Regions from separate parts of the Mus musculus genome. Here region 2 is linked to region 1. A link is a contact called in public Hi-C data. All regions are on one chromosome and are shown on one strand. Each heading gives the region's core, a stretch centred on a gene start, on an enhancer-like site or on the middle of the called end of the contact. The rest is flanking DNA. Distances are from core to core; before and after follow the strand shown.

The links. Hi-C and Micro-C count contacts between places; a contact is called where the count stands out from the background.
Region 2: a Hi-C map of cortical neurons shows a contact between it and region 1, with 2.5 times the contacts expected there. The contact joins two enhancer-like sites. A contact is called at or near these places in 2 of 484 Hi-C or Micro-C datasets (cortical neurons and nephron progenitors) and 1 of 9 other capture datasets (liver).

What each region holds. Positions count from the first base shown.
Region 1 is chr4:88,342,115-88,345,985 of GRCm38.p6, reverse strand. It overlaps Focad (focadhesin), which reads right to left. Exons shown (of 44, transcript NM_001081184.1): 26 at 3,667-3,783; 27 at 1,169-1,407. Among named protein-coding and RNA genes, the nearest start is that of Hacd4, 95 kb to the left of the region's middle. Within about 2 kb of position 1,340, at least 17 of the 459 cell types and tissues checked have an H3K27ac peak or open chromatin away from gene starts, as enhancers often do. A contact at or near this core is called in cortical neurons, where this site is marked.
Region 2 is chr4:88,207,714-88,211,249 of GRCm38.p6, reverse strand. All of the region lies in intron 11 of Focad (focadhesin), which reads right to left. Among named protein-coding and RNA genes, the nearest start is that of Mir491, 87 kb to the right of the region's middle. Within about 2 kb of position 1,584, at least 25 of the 459 cell types and tissues checked have an H3K27ac peak or open chromatin away from gene starts, as enhancers often do. A contact at or near this core is called in cortical neurons, where this site is marked.

The DNA of each region.
Region 1 (3,871 bases), core at 91-2,590:
CTCATTTTCATTTGCAGATACTATGCCAGTCATTCCACTTGTCTGACAGATGCTTCCAGAAGCTAAAGATGTCCTCTTGAAATATACCATTCCCAAGAGCATTAGCAATCTCCCCCAAAACACAATAGTGTTTGTTCAAGGTAAGCAAATTACAAACACAAACTTAAATTGAGCACTTTAGATGCTGTGTAACATCATTCATTTTATCCACAACACAGTGTTTTCTTTGGGACCACTAAATGCTACCAACTAGGAAGTGTAATACATCTAACAACATAGCTAGATGTTTCTCCCTATATCCTATTTCCCATGTAGGAGGAAGCGGCTGAAGTCCAAGTCACTACCATCAATATCCACAGTAAAGAAATATTCATGTCAGACTGCACTACGATCAACCTGGATGCATAAAATTCTAAGGTTTAATATAAAATACAGGGAAAAGACAAATTATTAACAAAGCTAAGATAGTTTAATTGATGTGTAGAAAACTTGCCCATTTAATGGAATTTTCCACCTGGGTCTTTCATATTCCTTTTGCACCATTCACTGATAATGCTTAGCAGCCGAAAAATGAGCAATCAAACCGAATAAAGCACCCAGCATAATATGCACAGATTAGGACTCTTTAAAGATTACTAACTGTAGTCAGGGCACAGAACAAAGGCAGCATTTAAAGCTGAGCACATGCTGTTCCGGGTGATTCTGTGACTCTCAGCACCTCTCTGCTACATGGGACTCCCCAGTTGTTTCTTCCCAGGTTATGGAGATGTCAATAAAGGAGCAACAATGAGAGGGGGAGGGGGAAGTTCCTCTTTACTTACAGTCCTCTAAGACGGTTCATGCCTATTAATTATACATTTGTACTACTATCTCAGCCTGAGATGATTTTCAAGTAACCAGTCACTTGAATACTAACCCTTAAAGAATACTAATATCCATGTAATATTTTAGGCAGTCAAACTCACCCATATATGAGAATAAGCAATAAATTCAACCATTTCAAAAAGTTTAGCAAGCACATACTGCTCAGATGCAATGTTTAGGTCCCTGCATGTATGTGTGTGTATGTGTGTGTGTATGTGTGTGTATGTGTGTGTGTATCTATATCTATACATCCCATCACCTAAATCACAAAGAGGAAACACAGCAATACTTCAGTCAACTGTACCTGAGCTTCTCTTCACACAAGCGAGAGAGAAACATCCCCAACGCAAGGCCCATGTGGATTTGCACGGCCTGAGATTCATCAGCACTTGGTTTCCCAGGTAACCTGGCAGTCAGCATGTTCAGGATTTCCTCAACCTTCTCTTTGCATGAGATAATGAAAACTGGCACTAGGAGAGACAAAGCCGTGGCGGCAGCAGAGCGCGCAATAGCGCTCGCTGTGTTCTCGCCAGAATAGGACTTCTAGAGCAAGCAAAGAAAGAAATCGGGTTAGCCTCTTGCTTTAAAACACAAAGGGTGCACATCTGTCACATGGGAGCTTCTCCTATACCTGCACATAAAGGAGACTCTCACTGTGACTTTTTGCACACCCAGCTTTCAGTCAATGTGCCCATCTACTACCGAGGAATGTGCTCTGAAATTAAGATGGAATTCTAAGTGCCCATGTTTCAAGGCTGCGGATTCTCTCACTATATAAAGTCAGTTTCAGTGTTTTTAAAAGCCTGCATGCAAATAACAGGAAAGCCAAATGGAAAGCTGCCTGAACATAGATGTGCTACATTACAATTGTTCAGAAAGCTAGGACTCGTCCAGAAAAGAAAAGGGGAAGGGCTGTGGATAAGAGTTAAGTTCACTGCGGAGGAACAGGTGGAAGTTCAGCACAAGGATCTATTGGCACATCTCCCAAATGTTTGTTTGTGGGAACACAACCCAAAGATGGGCTATTTTCTACAGGGGATTAATTCCTTTTACTAAAGAGGGAAGTTGTTGAAATTCTAAAATCTTCTGGTTACAAAGCAATAACCAGCTATTCAAAAGGAAACTGGGGGCTCTACATGTGCCTTCTGATATGCAATTATGGGAAGGAAAATGAACAACAGCCCTAATAAACTGACAGAGCAGCCGAACATGAACAGCATCTGCAAGAGTCCCACGTTAGAGCCCTCTGCCACACATGCTATACATTTCGTAAATGTGCCTCAAGTAGGGAAGAAAGTCTCTCTATCTGCCTCACTGTTATCCACTTGGGATTTCCAGACATGCCATAGAAGCGGCCTTTATTCCCAGCAGTCAAAGCACTGTACGGTGTGTGTTTTAATCCTGTGTGTTGGCTCCCTAAGCCCTAGGGCTTTAAGGATACACATCAAGCATACAGGACATCATACTGTACACTAATACAACATTTTCAAATGGCAATGCTTCTTAAATGGACTCAGCTACGTATGACACGGGAAATAAAGGAAGTGACTTTTGAAATATGTCCTTAAAATATGTAATAATGTAAAAAGAATTAAAGGGGTAAGCAGAAATTCTGAACTGGCCAATAAAGAGTTTGTCTTACTGGTTCATAAGGACTAAGCAGAATGCCTAGGATTCTCATGTAGTGTGTGTCCTGGTGAGTGTCTGACCCACACAGTTACTCTATATACTCCAAAACAATTTAAGCAAATTGTTCCTTTTCTGGAGGATTCTTTCTCTGAACAAAATTTAACTTCCAATTTAGTTTTCCTTTACCTATTTTTTTTTGTTGTTGTTTTTTTGGTTTTTGTTTTGTTTTGTTTTTTTGTCCAAATCTGTAGTTAAAATCTAGCATTGGACCCTAGGCCCCAGATCAATACCTACCTGGTCCACCCAAAGGCAGGGTGAAAAGAAACAAGAGTATTTACAGAGAAGACCATGGGCAATGGACTTGGGACTAAAACCATAATCTTCACAACAGTTGGGGATCTGTGCTACGTTTTCCTTTAAACAACGGCAATCCCCAGCAGCCTGGCTGACTGACCTGTGATCTCTCTTATTTCCTAAGCAATGGATACTTATAGGACAAAACCAAAATAATAACACACCATTGCAGGAGTAAAGTAATTCCACAACCCCAAAGGGAGCATTAGACTGCAACAAGATGCGCATTTCACATTGCTTCAGTTATCATGAAACAGAGGAAGATGTGAGTGGCAATAATTTTTCATGTGACCAACAGGATTACTTGGTATTTACAAAGAATTTCACTGTTTTGAAAATACAATACTTTCACATAACTTAATTTCACCTTCACAGTCTTTGAGTCAGAAAGGCACAGCAGAGGAATTTTACTTTTATTTCATAAACACGGAAAACCAGAATGACAATGGTGAACTGTCAAGTCAATGGTCACAAATCTAAGAGGTGGTATGAGGCATTCATTACAGAGGATGCTGTTATTCTTTTCATTTTATAAACAATGACAAAAAAAAGACCAAATGTATTCCAAGAGCCACTTATCCTACAAATGTAGCCCTTGACCCTGACTATACATAAGAAAAATTTTTCTAGAGCTTTCATATTACTGGTATGTGGCACACATCCTAAACCAACTCAATCAAACCTATAGCCTACACACCAGTCTTTCTACTTTCTATACACACACACACACACACACACACACCTTCAAACCTATGTGAGCAATGGATGTTAGGATAGTCAACCCTTGTCTTTCTGGTCATTTATAGTTCTTGTACTCACATGATAAAAGCAGGTGAAGAGTTGTCCACTGGGGTGGTAATGGCTATCCACAATGACCAGGAGAGTATTAAGCACCATGGAAACCCACTCTTTCACTGGAAGGAAATTAGGTTGGATCTGTAAATGAGGAACAATGTGAAATGATAGCAGAAAAAAATTAACAAATCTAAACTTTATTTTGGCATCTAAACTTTATTTTACAGCC
Region 2 (3,536 bases), core at 335-2,834, 130 kb after region 1:
TTTCAAAATTAACAAAACACAAAATTTATTCAAATTACTTGCAATGCTATCCCTAACAACTTTATTGTTCCCATAAAAGCTAACCTGCATCATCTAGTAAAATGGCAGAAATTTTTAGAGTGGTGATAAACTATGAATAAACACAGGAATAATACTGAATATTAGCCAAAGGAAAGAAGCTGCAGTCCCTACTCTAATGACTCTCTTATGAACACCTCAGATCAATAACTGTTTATTCACTTCTGAAAAATATTTCATAACAGATTTACCAATCAACACAGTTTCCAAGCAGAACTGAGACCTGAATTTACATAATCTGTCCTATATATAATCAAAGACTCTTACAAAGAAAGCAAATAGAATAAGCAGGAAGTCATTGCACTTCATCGTATCTTAAAGTACATAACCCAGCCAGCCCGGTGTCTACGCCTGTGCTTGCATGCACCCCCTACAGAAAAGAATACAGAAAGTGCATGGCATGTTACAGAAGACAGAGTGTGGCCCTAATGGACACTGACTAAAAATGGTCTAATGAGAAACATTGAAAAGCAACTGTTATCACACCACATCAAATTAGGAAAGTTTGTTAGGCAATCTGAACGGAATAACGTGATTGGCCTCCAGTGCTCCCCCACTCCCACCGTTTTTTTCTATATACAGACAGCAGAGAGTGAATCTTCAGGGGGGATTTCCCAGAAGGGTGTCATTTACCACTAAAATATTTCACTCCAGCAGTTGAAAGACCATAAAAGGGTGAATGTCCTCCAGAGTCTCTAATAACGGCAATAGATCTTGTGTTACTATTCACAAGTGACCACTCAGTCAGGCGATTTAATTTTTTCCCCGGCAGCATGGTTGGTTTCACACACAGTGTAATAACAGTTTTTGCACAACAAGACAATTCATCCGATGAGGAGAACTGCATTAAGCCTTTCATGAACAGCATGTGCCACCACAGCTTTACCCAGAGTTTGATTTAAGACAGCATAACATATGCATGCCTGGTTCTCCATTTTTTTACGGTTTCAAAAATGATTCCTGAACTTTCTTCAGGAACTTTCCAGACCACTGCCTGTGCCCTCTCCTACTTCAAAAAACAACCAGGAACTCATCGACTATTCAATGAGTGCTACAAAGATGCACTGAGAACCAGGCAACAGAAATGCATACCAGACTCCTCCTTTCTGCATGAGTGACATTCTAATGTCTCAAAAGGGAGAGAGTAAGAAAGGGGACATAGAGAACATACCTGGCCATTGAATCCACCTTCGTTCATCAAGGTATGACTCCAGTGTACCACTATTGTAACAGTACATAGCTGAGATGCTTTAACCAAAGTAAATTTGGAGACCCTCATTTGTAAATTTCAACAAAGCACAAAAATATAAACAGAGAAATCGAAGGAAAAGTGTGAAGCAGCCATCTGGTAGTGGCTGCTGTAGTAAATGTGCCAGCATCATTCAAGGCCCAGAGAAGCCGAAGCCTAAGACTATCCATCCACATGCTCACTCTCATGCTGCTGAGATTACTAAGGTTAAACCCATAGCCCCAGCAAGAGTGTAGTGACAGCTGGCAGAATTCTCCAGAGTCCCCTAACTTTACAACCTCTAATTGATGCTGATAGGTCTGGTCATCATCTCTCCACCACCCTGCCCCAGCCCCTCAGAAACCTCTGATATCTGCATCTGGAGGGGCTCTTTTGGGAAACAGGGTCAGCACACTGTCAGTACGGTGAAGGTGTCTGTACATCTCACAGCCCAAGAGGGATCCTCCTACTGCTCCATGGCCAGCAGCCAAACTTGCAGAATGAAAGTCTCATTAGACTTGGCACAGGGAAATGGTGTCTGCCTTATCCATTCAACAATCCTTAGGAATCGTGCTGTTGTGAACAGAGCCCTGTATATTCCCCTAGAGAGCTTCATCCCACTGGATTTTTTAGTAACACCCACCTGAGTTGCCCACATTTTATTATAAGAAATACTAACACGTGTTTTGCATTGACAAAATCTGTGCATGGAAGCTGATCATCACAAGTGCTAGCCAGCTAGCCATCACACACACACAAACACACACACACACACACACACACACACAAACACACACACGCTTTGTTTTTATATTTTTGCATCAAACATATTCCTCTTCAGTGTCACTTCCTCTTGACTTCTTATGGATTGCCTGATTACAGTTATGGCAGGCAAGTACCCAGAGACTATCATAAAGTCCCAGCCATCACTCTCTTTTAAGTTTTGAAGGGCATCATTACTAATCACTCTATCACTCATGTCCCTCAAAAGTGAGCGAGGTGCTTTAATGTGGACTAGAAGGAGAGATCAGAGGAAGACAGGAGCAGGTTCAAGTCCCAGTCACTAAAGTTGAGACAAAGAGCATGGGACGTGTAAGACTCACAGCCTCCTGGTCACTCTCTGGAGAACTATCATCCTGGCCCATCCTCTCATTTCCTAGCATCTGCACTTGAGTGACTGAGGAAAGGGCTGAGATGTCCGGCAGTTGTTGGACACCTCGGTTTGTTCCTATCATACTATAGGGTCCGCGTGTTTTCTCTCTTCCTTATATAAACCAGGGTGTCCACCAAAACTGTTACTTTTAAAATCCTATCATAAACACTTCATCTACCCCAAGTCTGATTTGCCCTGGTGGTTTAGAGAACTTTCCTCATCTTGCCCAACTTCAAGGCTTCAGGAGCTCATTTTTCTCAACAGCTATATCCACTTCAGGAACAACTTCCCTCTTCCCATGTATCCAGGTTAATTCAGAATGGCTAGATGTCTCTCTTGCCACCCCACTGTGACCTGATACCTATCAGTGCCTTGGCATATGTTCTGCATTCTGTCTAAATGTTTCCTCATTCCCCTACTTTAGGGAAACATACGGGCACTCTCCTCTGTGTTGCAAAAATGCTTATTTACTGCCACAGTGCAAAGTACTGTCTTGTATGGACAGTCATTTTTAGTGACTCTATCAATGCACTGAGCCTTAGCATTCCTGAGTGCAAGACAATATCCTTCCATCTCAATGTTATCAGCACCTACCATACAGGAGGGCTGCAATAAACATATGTTGTGTGATTAAATGTGTGACCTGAAAATGCTTAATAAATAACATGGGGCCTAATAAAAACACGACATGCACAGTATCTCAAGCTGAAGGATAACTCCATGATAATTGCACTTAGCACAGATAAAGATGCACCACTACCATGAAAGATTAAATACAATTTGCCACGAAGTACACATAAATAGTAAACTGCCACCAGCATAATTGTCATTAATAATAATCCAGAGTATGAGAAATAATGAAGATAGACAAGATTGAATTTGAAAAGTACTAAAGAAATAAAAGTCAATTGCTTACACTATTACTGTACAAAACTAATTACCCAAGTGTTACCAACCACCAGGACCTGTTGATGGATCTTAATGAATACATAATTTGATCATTTTAAATTAGCACACTCTTCATATTAATGTAAGTGAGCAAATTTAAACAATCTAAAAACCAGTAACGTCAATACC